2 separate regions of the Sus scrofa genome follow, and region 1 is linked to region 2. A link is a contact called in public HiChIP or PLAC-seq data. All regions are on one chromosome and are shown on one strand. Each heading gives the region's core, a stretch centred on a gene start, on an enhancer-like site or on the middle of the called end of the contact. The rest is flanking DNA. Distances are from core to core; before and after follow the strand shown.

Evidence for each region. HiChIP or PLAC-seq counts read pairs in DNA pulled down with a chosen protein or histone mark.
Region 1: an H3K27ac HiChIP or PLAC-seq map of alveolar macrophages shows a contact between it and region 2. The contact joins two enhancer-like sites. A contact is called at or near these places in 1 of 5 promoter capture datasets (skeletal muscle), 1 of 47 Hi-C or Micro-C datasets (retroperitoneal adipose tissue) and 2 of 2 datasets of contacts at active chromatin or transcription factors (alveolar macrophages and skeletal muscle).

Annotation. Positions count from the first base shown.
Region 1 is chr7:64,642,020-64,645,835 of Sscrofa11.1, forward strand. The region is part of intron 5 of KIAA0391 (mitochondrial ribonuclease P protein 3); the gene reads right to left. Among named protein-coding and RNA genes, the nearest start is that of PSMA6, 41 kb to the left of the region's middle. Within about 2 kb of position 1,707, at least 1 of the 83 cell types and tissues checked has an H3K27ac peak or open chromatin away from gene starts, as enhancers often do. A contact at or near this core is called in alveolar macrophages, where this site is marked.
Region 2 is chr7:64,492,173-64,496,020 of Sscrofa11.1, forward strand. The region is part of intron 1 of LOC110261573 (a long non-coding RNA gene); the gene reads right to left. Among named protein-coding and RNA genes, the nearest start is that of NFKBIA, 14 kb to the right of the region's middle. Within about 2 kb of position 1,514, at least 19 of the 83 cell types and tissues checked have an H3K27ac peak or open chromatin away from gene starts, as enhancers often do. A contact at or near this core is called in alveolar macrophages, where this site is marked.

The DNA.
Region 1 (3,816 bases), core at 457-2,956, 150 kb after region 2:
CCTTGGGCGCCCACCCTCAAGTCCCCACACCCAGCCTACGGGTGACTCGGGTCCTCAGTGGTCACTGCTGGTTGGCCTTTGGGCATTGGATGGTGAGATGAGTCCTCTCGCTGCAGGCTTAGAACCTAGTCTTTCCACACTGACTGGATATCTGGCCTCCTCCACAGGCTGAGGGTCCAACCTTGCTTGGGGGGAGGAAGTCCTTATCCTCAGCATGCTGCTTGTTAAAATCTGCACATAAAATCGCTCAGGACTGCTGTCTGTTCCTCCAAGACCCTGACTGATGGAGGGTTACTGGAGGGATTAAATACAGTCACAAAGTCACTCAATAGTGCCTGGCACAGGACAACAATTGCAGAAGTGAAGGCTGTTTGGACCCCAAGGGCAGAAATTTCATCAGTTCCCTCTGCTACATCTCTAGCACCTGTTGTTTCTGGAAGGTGGGAGCTGGCAAATAAACCGCTGTCCGTTAAACACAGAAAAAAAAATATAGTTGATTTACAATGTCATGCCAATTTCTGCTGTACAACAAAGTGACCCAGTCATACCTATATATACATTCTTTTTATCATACCATCTTCCATCATGCTGTAGCCCAAGAGACTTGATATGGTTCCCGTGCTGTAGAGTAGGACCTCATTGCTTATCCATTCTAAATGTAATAGTTTGCATCTTCTCATCATGTTTTCATCTGCCTGCCACTCACTGGTACTGTCTCTGCCTCAGTTCTACATTTGAGAGCTGCCTATGCTTGCCGGAGAAGAGGGAGAAGGGGAGGAGAGGGAGAGAAATAGCACTGTGTATTTAAAGATGAATGACATTTCATTGATGGAACTATTCAAGAGCTATGTACTATGTAAAATACAGATGAACTTTTTTTTTTTTTTTTTTTTTTTTTTTTGTCTTTTTAGGGCCACACCCTCAGCATATGGAGGTTCCCAAGCTAGGGGTCTAATCAGAGCTATAGCTGCCAACCTATACCACAGCAACAGCAGTGCCAGATCCAAGACACGTCTGTGACCATACCACAGCTCATGGCAACATCAGATCCTTAACCCACTGAGCGAGGCCAGGGATCAAACCCGTGACCTCATGGTTCCTAGTTTCCACTGTGCCACGACGGGAACTCCCACAGATAAACATTTGATGAGAATGGGAGTACTGGAAGAAGGTGAGCAAAGGAAGTGTTCCAGAGAAGCAGCAGAAGCTGGGGTGAGGAGGGAGAAGGAAGTTTTCACTGGGTGGTATCTAAGGAGTGGACATTTCATAAGCCTGGTGACGCAGTTCCAGAGAGAAGAGGCTGAAACTGAGCTGGAGTTCTACTCCCACTCTGGGACCATGTGCCTCGAGCAAAGATTTGAAACTGATGACTGACTGAGTCTATAAAGCTCTTTGAATCTCTTCGAAGAAAGTATATAAACAAAACACCCTTACTTTATTATGATGTCATAAATGACCCCACTGGTTCACAGGAGACTCACCATCTCCTATATCCTGCCTTCGTCAGTCTTTGGTATTTTAGGGAGATTTCAATGATCTCATGTTGTCTCTAGTCAATGAAACAATCCTGCTGAGGAAGAGAATTGCCCTTCCTGCCACGGGAACATCCTGTCAAGTGTGGGATGTGTTTCCTGCGCACCATGCCTGCTCCAATGCCATTAGCACCCACACAGTTATCCAGCCGTTTTGAAAATGATTAAATTGGTGGCCTGGGTGGATTTCCCCAGCTATCTGAGAGTCAGCTGTCTAGAGACAGAAGAATTGGCTCCTGACTCACAGTGTGACTTTTCTCCAACATTCACATGCGTTTTTTTTTTTTTTTTTTTTTTTTTTTTGTCTTTTTGCTATTTCTTTGGGCCGCTCCCGCAGCATATGGAGGTTCCCAGGCTAGGGGTCGAATCGGAGCTGTAGCTGCCGGCCTATGCCAGAGCCACAGCAACGCGGGATCCGAGCCTCGTCTGTGACCTACACCACAGCTCACGGCAACGCAGGATCCTTAACCCACTGAGCAAGGGCAGGGACCGAACCCGCAACCTCATGGTTCCTAGTCGGATTCGTTAACCACTGCGCCACGAAGGGAACTCCCGCATGCGTTTTTTGGTCTTTTTAGTTTCTCTGTAAGATATCTGTGTTCCCTTCATCATTGTGAGGCAGGAAAGAATAGAATTTTGAAAATGGAAAATGAATTTCAGGAAGATTAAATTAACTTATTCTGATGCATATTATTTTATTTTTGTCTTTTTTAGGGCTGTACCTGTAATGTATGAATATCCTCAGGAGAGGGGTTGAATTGGAGGTGTAGCTGCTGGCCCATGCCACAGTCACAGCAACACGGGATCCAAGCCACACCTGTGACCTAAACCACAGTTCATGGCAATGCCTGATCCTTAACCTACTGAGCAAGGCCAGGGATCGAACCCATGACCTCATGGATCCTAGTCCAATTAACTACTAAAAGTTAATCAAAAATTTCTCCCAGGGTTCTAGACCCAGTCCATATACAGAAAATAATTTGCTCACACTGGAAAAGTATGTAACCACTTTGGTTCACAAGCCACTATTTAATGATTAGAAAAGAAAAAATATGATGAGCAGGGCTCTGCAGGCTTGAAAATCCATGTATCTATTGGCTGCTCTGCCTCACGCAGCTTTTGTCTTGGTACAGAGTCACACAATTGTACACTGCAGCTTTTGGTTTTGTTTTCTGGGACAAAATACATAAAAGACCTGTCAGTTCAAAATATATAAAAGACCTAGGTAAATGAATAGATAACCTTGGACAGCTCTAATGTTCCAAGCCATTTACATAGTTGTGCAGCAGAAGGGTTTATACAGTAAATGAAACTAACAGAGACATAAAAGAGACTTCCACTTTCTATCCACCATTTAATAGCATAGTAATTAAGTAATAGAACAGTAATAGTAATTAAGAGCACAAGCCTTGGCATCAGGCTGCCTGGGTTCAAATTCTGGTTCCACTAGGTCAGAGTTGTGTGACCTCTGCTACATTTCCTCTTTGGCCTTTGTTTCATAATTGGTAAAATGGAGATACAAATTACATTATTTTGAGGATTAATTTAGATGTAGATACAAAGCACATGGAAAATTACTCAATGAATATTAGCTATCATTTGACAGCCTGGATTAGTAATTTAGACCTCCCAAGCTACACTGTTTTTCCACCCTTCCCCCTTCTTTCCTTCTCCCACCACAAAAAAAAAAAAAAAAAAAAAAAAAAGGAAAAAGAAAAGGAAAAGATGGAGTTCCTGTCGTGGCTCGGTGGTTAACAAATCCGACTAGGAACCATGAGGTTGCAGGTTCGATCCCTGGCCTCGCTCAGTGGGTTAAGGATCTGGTGTTGCTGTGAGCTGTGGTGTAGGTCACAGACTCGGCTCGGATCTGGCGTTGCTGTGGTGTAGGCCAGCAGCTGTAGCTCCGATTAGACCCCTAGCCTGGGAACGTCCATATGCCTAGGGTGCAGCCCTAAAAAGACAAAAAAAGAAAAGGAAAAGAAAGAAAGAAGAGTAAAAATTTTAAAAAAAGAAGGAATAGAAATTCTTTTGGTATCATCACAGACTTGGGTGATTTTTGTGTTAATTTCTCTGTCAACACAATAAGAGTAGAACAAACTTTCAGGTTCAGAGGCAAAAGAACATGTGCATCTAATCTTTCTTTTTTTTTTTTCATTTCCATGTGCATCTAATCTTCATCCCACTTGAAACCCTCACTAAAACTATAATAAAGAGTCTTTCTAAAATGTCAAACCCACAAAAACTTGGAGAATAAGAGGAGAGACAACAGCAATAAAACCCAGAT
Region 2 (3,848 bases), core at 264-2,763:
TGTTTTTGTTGGTGGAAACAAGGCACAACGGCTTATTGGGGTGGGGGCACTGTGAAGCATTTTGCTGTTTTGTGGTCTGGCATTTGGGATTGTTTTTTAATTAGAAGGGAAACACGAGTGTAGGGTGTTTGCCATTTAGCTGTTTTCCAAAAAGATACCCTTGAGTCTCCATCCACAACACTGTTTCGTTTGGCAAAAGAAAAGAGGCATTAGCCAAGTTTCCTTTTCCTCACTTTCAATTGAGCTGAACTACATTTGAACCGAGCAGATTAACCACATCAAAACTCACCTCCAGCACAAAGGCCTTTCTAGTAAGTGGAACTGGGGGTCTCCCCTCTCACCTAGCATCATTCCTAAGTCCAAACACTAGAGGTATTTTACCAAAGTTGCTCGATGACTTGGTGAGAATATTGAAACAGGCTTTAAATGTAAAGAGTAGTTGTGCTGAATGACCTTTAAAGATCACTTAGGTCCCCACGATTTAAGATTCTAAGGCTCAAAAAAAAAAAAAAAAAAAAAGTCCCTACCCCAAAGAGCCCCCAGCAGGACCAATTGCCTAGGCTCCTGGAGTGGCCCATGAGTGGTATATTTTTCTGGGTGGGACAGAGGGCCTGCTCTAGAGAGATGGGGAACTCACCTCCAGAAACTCACCCTCTACCCTGTGTGGGCCACTAAGCGCCTAGAATCCATGGAAAGAAAAAAAACTCAGCAGGGCAAACTTTAAAAAAAAAAATTTGCCTCCCCCCACCGCCCCCCATGTGCAGTGGCAGACCAGGGATTGAACCCGGGCCGCAGCAGTAAAAGCACAGAGTTCTGACCTCTAGACCACCAGGAAACTTCTAAAACTTGTTTTTAAATCCCATGCTTTATAATTTTTCCCCCACAGATACCTTGACAATTCGCCAATGCGACTTCAAAACTGTATTGTACTCAAGGAAACCAATGTGGTCTCTGAAGACTCAAAACCAAATTGTGAGGGAAGCTTAGAATTCACTTTGTTCTGCTAGAGCTAATTTCTCATGTACCAATGGGAAAACATTAATTCTCATAAATCTCCCTCCATTCTCAGAGACCTAGGATATAATCTCCTAAAGCCCAGGACTGCATCTTTTTAGCCCTATGTTTTGGGGCAGGACCTAGCCCCACAGACAACACTCAAACACTTTGCTCTGCCCCAGATTCAATTCTATTCCAGGTCCAACTGTGTAGGTGAGAACAGAAGAAAATGCAAAATTTTTTATTAGGATCATGATCCGTCAAGCCTAGTAGTTTGCCTGCTATGTGTTTGAATATAAATTCTGTCACCTTCCAGAGCAACAAACATTCTCATCTGTCCTTTAACGTGTTAGTGAGTCTTCCCCGCCCCCAGTACAGGTGGCTGTGGGGTGGGCCAGGACCCAAAACTCTCAACCATAAAAAGAATGTAGGCTGACAAACTGAAAGTCTGAGCCACTGCCCACGACTCATATGGGTGGGGTCCTTTTTTCCCAGAAGCACAGACAATGTTATTTGTAATACAGAAAAAATGTGGCAGATGTTGCCAGGGCAATTCTTTCAGCACTGAGTGAAAAGGTTGGGTGGGGGCAGGGCATAGATGAGGAAGGGGAGGGCGAGATATGCACTTACACACAGAAAAGGTGGTCAGAGAAAAACACATTTCCTCCGAGGTCTGTCTCTCCAGCCTGGTCTGTATTCAGTTTGGGGGTAGGGGGAAACAGGCAGCTGAGCAAACTCCTTAGCCACTTGGTGGAGACAATTTCTAGCAGCTTTCAGTATCGGGAGAGTATTTGGGACCTAATATTCCCTCACAAGCAGATAGTACAGTTTAGTACCAGAGAAGCAGAGTGACGTTTTGGGGAGGAACTTCCTAAATGTTCCAAACCCACTCCTAAGAGCCCAGCATTGACCTGGCTTTCTGGGATCTCTGACTTCATTTCCTATTACTCTTCCCCTGACTCACCCCACTTCACCCACCCTGACTCCCTGCTGCTCCTCCAAGAGTGCACCCACCTCAGGACCTTTGCACCTACTGAACATTGTCCACGCCCTCAGCTCTCCCTTCCTTTAGGTCTTTTCTTCAGTGTTGCCCTCTCACCTTCCCAGCCACCCTACTTAAAATGTCAGTGTGTCCTCCTGTCTTGACATTTCTACTGCTTTCTCTGATTTATTTTTCCCCTAAGTACTCTCACTAATGTATTCTTTTTTTTCTTTTTTTTTTTTAGGGCCACACCCATGGCATATGCAATTCTCAGGCTAGGGGGTCAAATCAGAGCTGCAGCTGCCAGCTCACCCCACGGCCACAGCCACAGCAATGTCAGATCCCAGCTACATCTGTGACCTATACCACAGCTCACGGCAACTCGGATTCCTTAATCCACTGAGGTCAGGGATCGAACCCGCATCCTCATGGATACCAGTCAGGTTTGTTTCTGCTGACCCACAACAGAAACTCTCTGACTATTGTCTTCTACATTTGACTTATTTATTCAGTGTGTTTGGGTCTCCTGCACAATGTAAGCTCTGTGAGGGCAGAGTTTGGGACTGTATCTCCCATGCCCAGAAGAGGGTCTAGAACAGAGCTATCGGTTTTGGGCCCTCAAAACCGATAGCTCCTACCTTTCCCCCTTCCCTCCCTCACCTCCAGTCACAAAGATCTGTAGATCCTTGTTCTTGGAACTCTTTGGCCACCTTTCCTCCTCGCTTTCCAGTCACTGCATGTAATCCGCCATCCAGTCTACTTGCCACACTGTCTTCCGAAGCACACCACGTAACATCCCTCACCAGTGTATTCTAGAGGCTCACCATGGCTCTCAAGGCACCAGTCCAACTTGTTTGTTTGGTCAACCTGTCCCTGCTTCATCTCCTTCCACCTGATACCCTCATCTCCCCCCACCGCATACCAAGCCACCTGCAACTGCTTGTTCCACACCCTCGGGCTTTGCCACGGACTCCACCTTCTCCTGGTATGTCCTTCCTCCCCTTTTTCTGACTCCTACTTGTCCCTTAAAGCTGCCCTTTATCACCTCACATCTGTCAGAATGGTCATCATCAAAAAGAATACAGATAGGAATTCCCCGGTGGCCTAGATGTTAAGGATCCAGCATTGTCACTGCATGGCTCTGGTTGCTGCTATGCCACAGGTTAGATCCCTGGCCTGGGAACTTTGACCTGCCACAGATGCAACCAGGAAAAAAAAAAGAAGAACATAAATAACAAACTTTGGTGAGGATGTGAAGAAAAGGGAAACTTTGTGCACTACTGGTGGGAATGCAAATGGGTGCATCCACTGTGGAAAACAGTACGGAGTTTCCTCCAAAAAAACTAAAAACTGGGAAGTTCCCTGGTGGCCTAGTGGTTAAGGATCTACCATTATCACTGCTGTGACTCGAGTCACTGCTGTGGTGCAGGTTCGATCCCCAACCCGGGAACTTCTGCGTGACACAGGCATGGCCAAAGAAAACCTAAAACTTGAACTGCCATATGTCCCAGCAATTCCACTTCTGCGCATATATCTGAAAGGAACAAAAACACCAACTCAAAAAATATACATGCACCTCAGTATTCACAGCAGCATTATTTACAAAAGCCAAGATATGGAAGCAACCTAAGTGTCCATCAACAGATGAATGAATAAAGAAGACGTGATATGTGTGTATAAGTGTATGTGTATATGTACATATCACATATAATATGACATGTAATAGTATTATATATACACATATATATGCCATAAAATGGACTAGTCAGCCATAAAAAAGAATTAAATTTTGCCATTTGCAACAACATGAATGGACTTGGAGGGTTCTTATGCTAAGTGAAGTAAGTCAGACAGAGAAAGACAAATACTG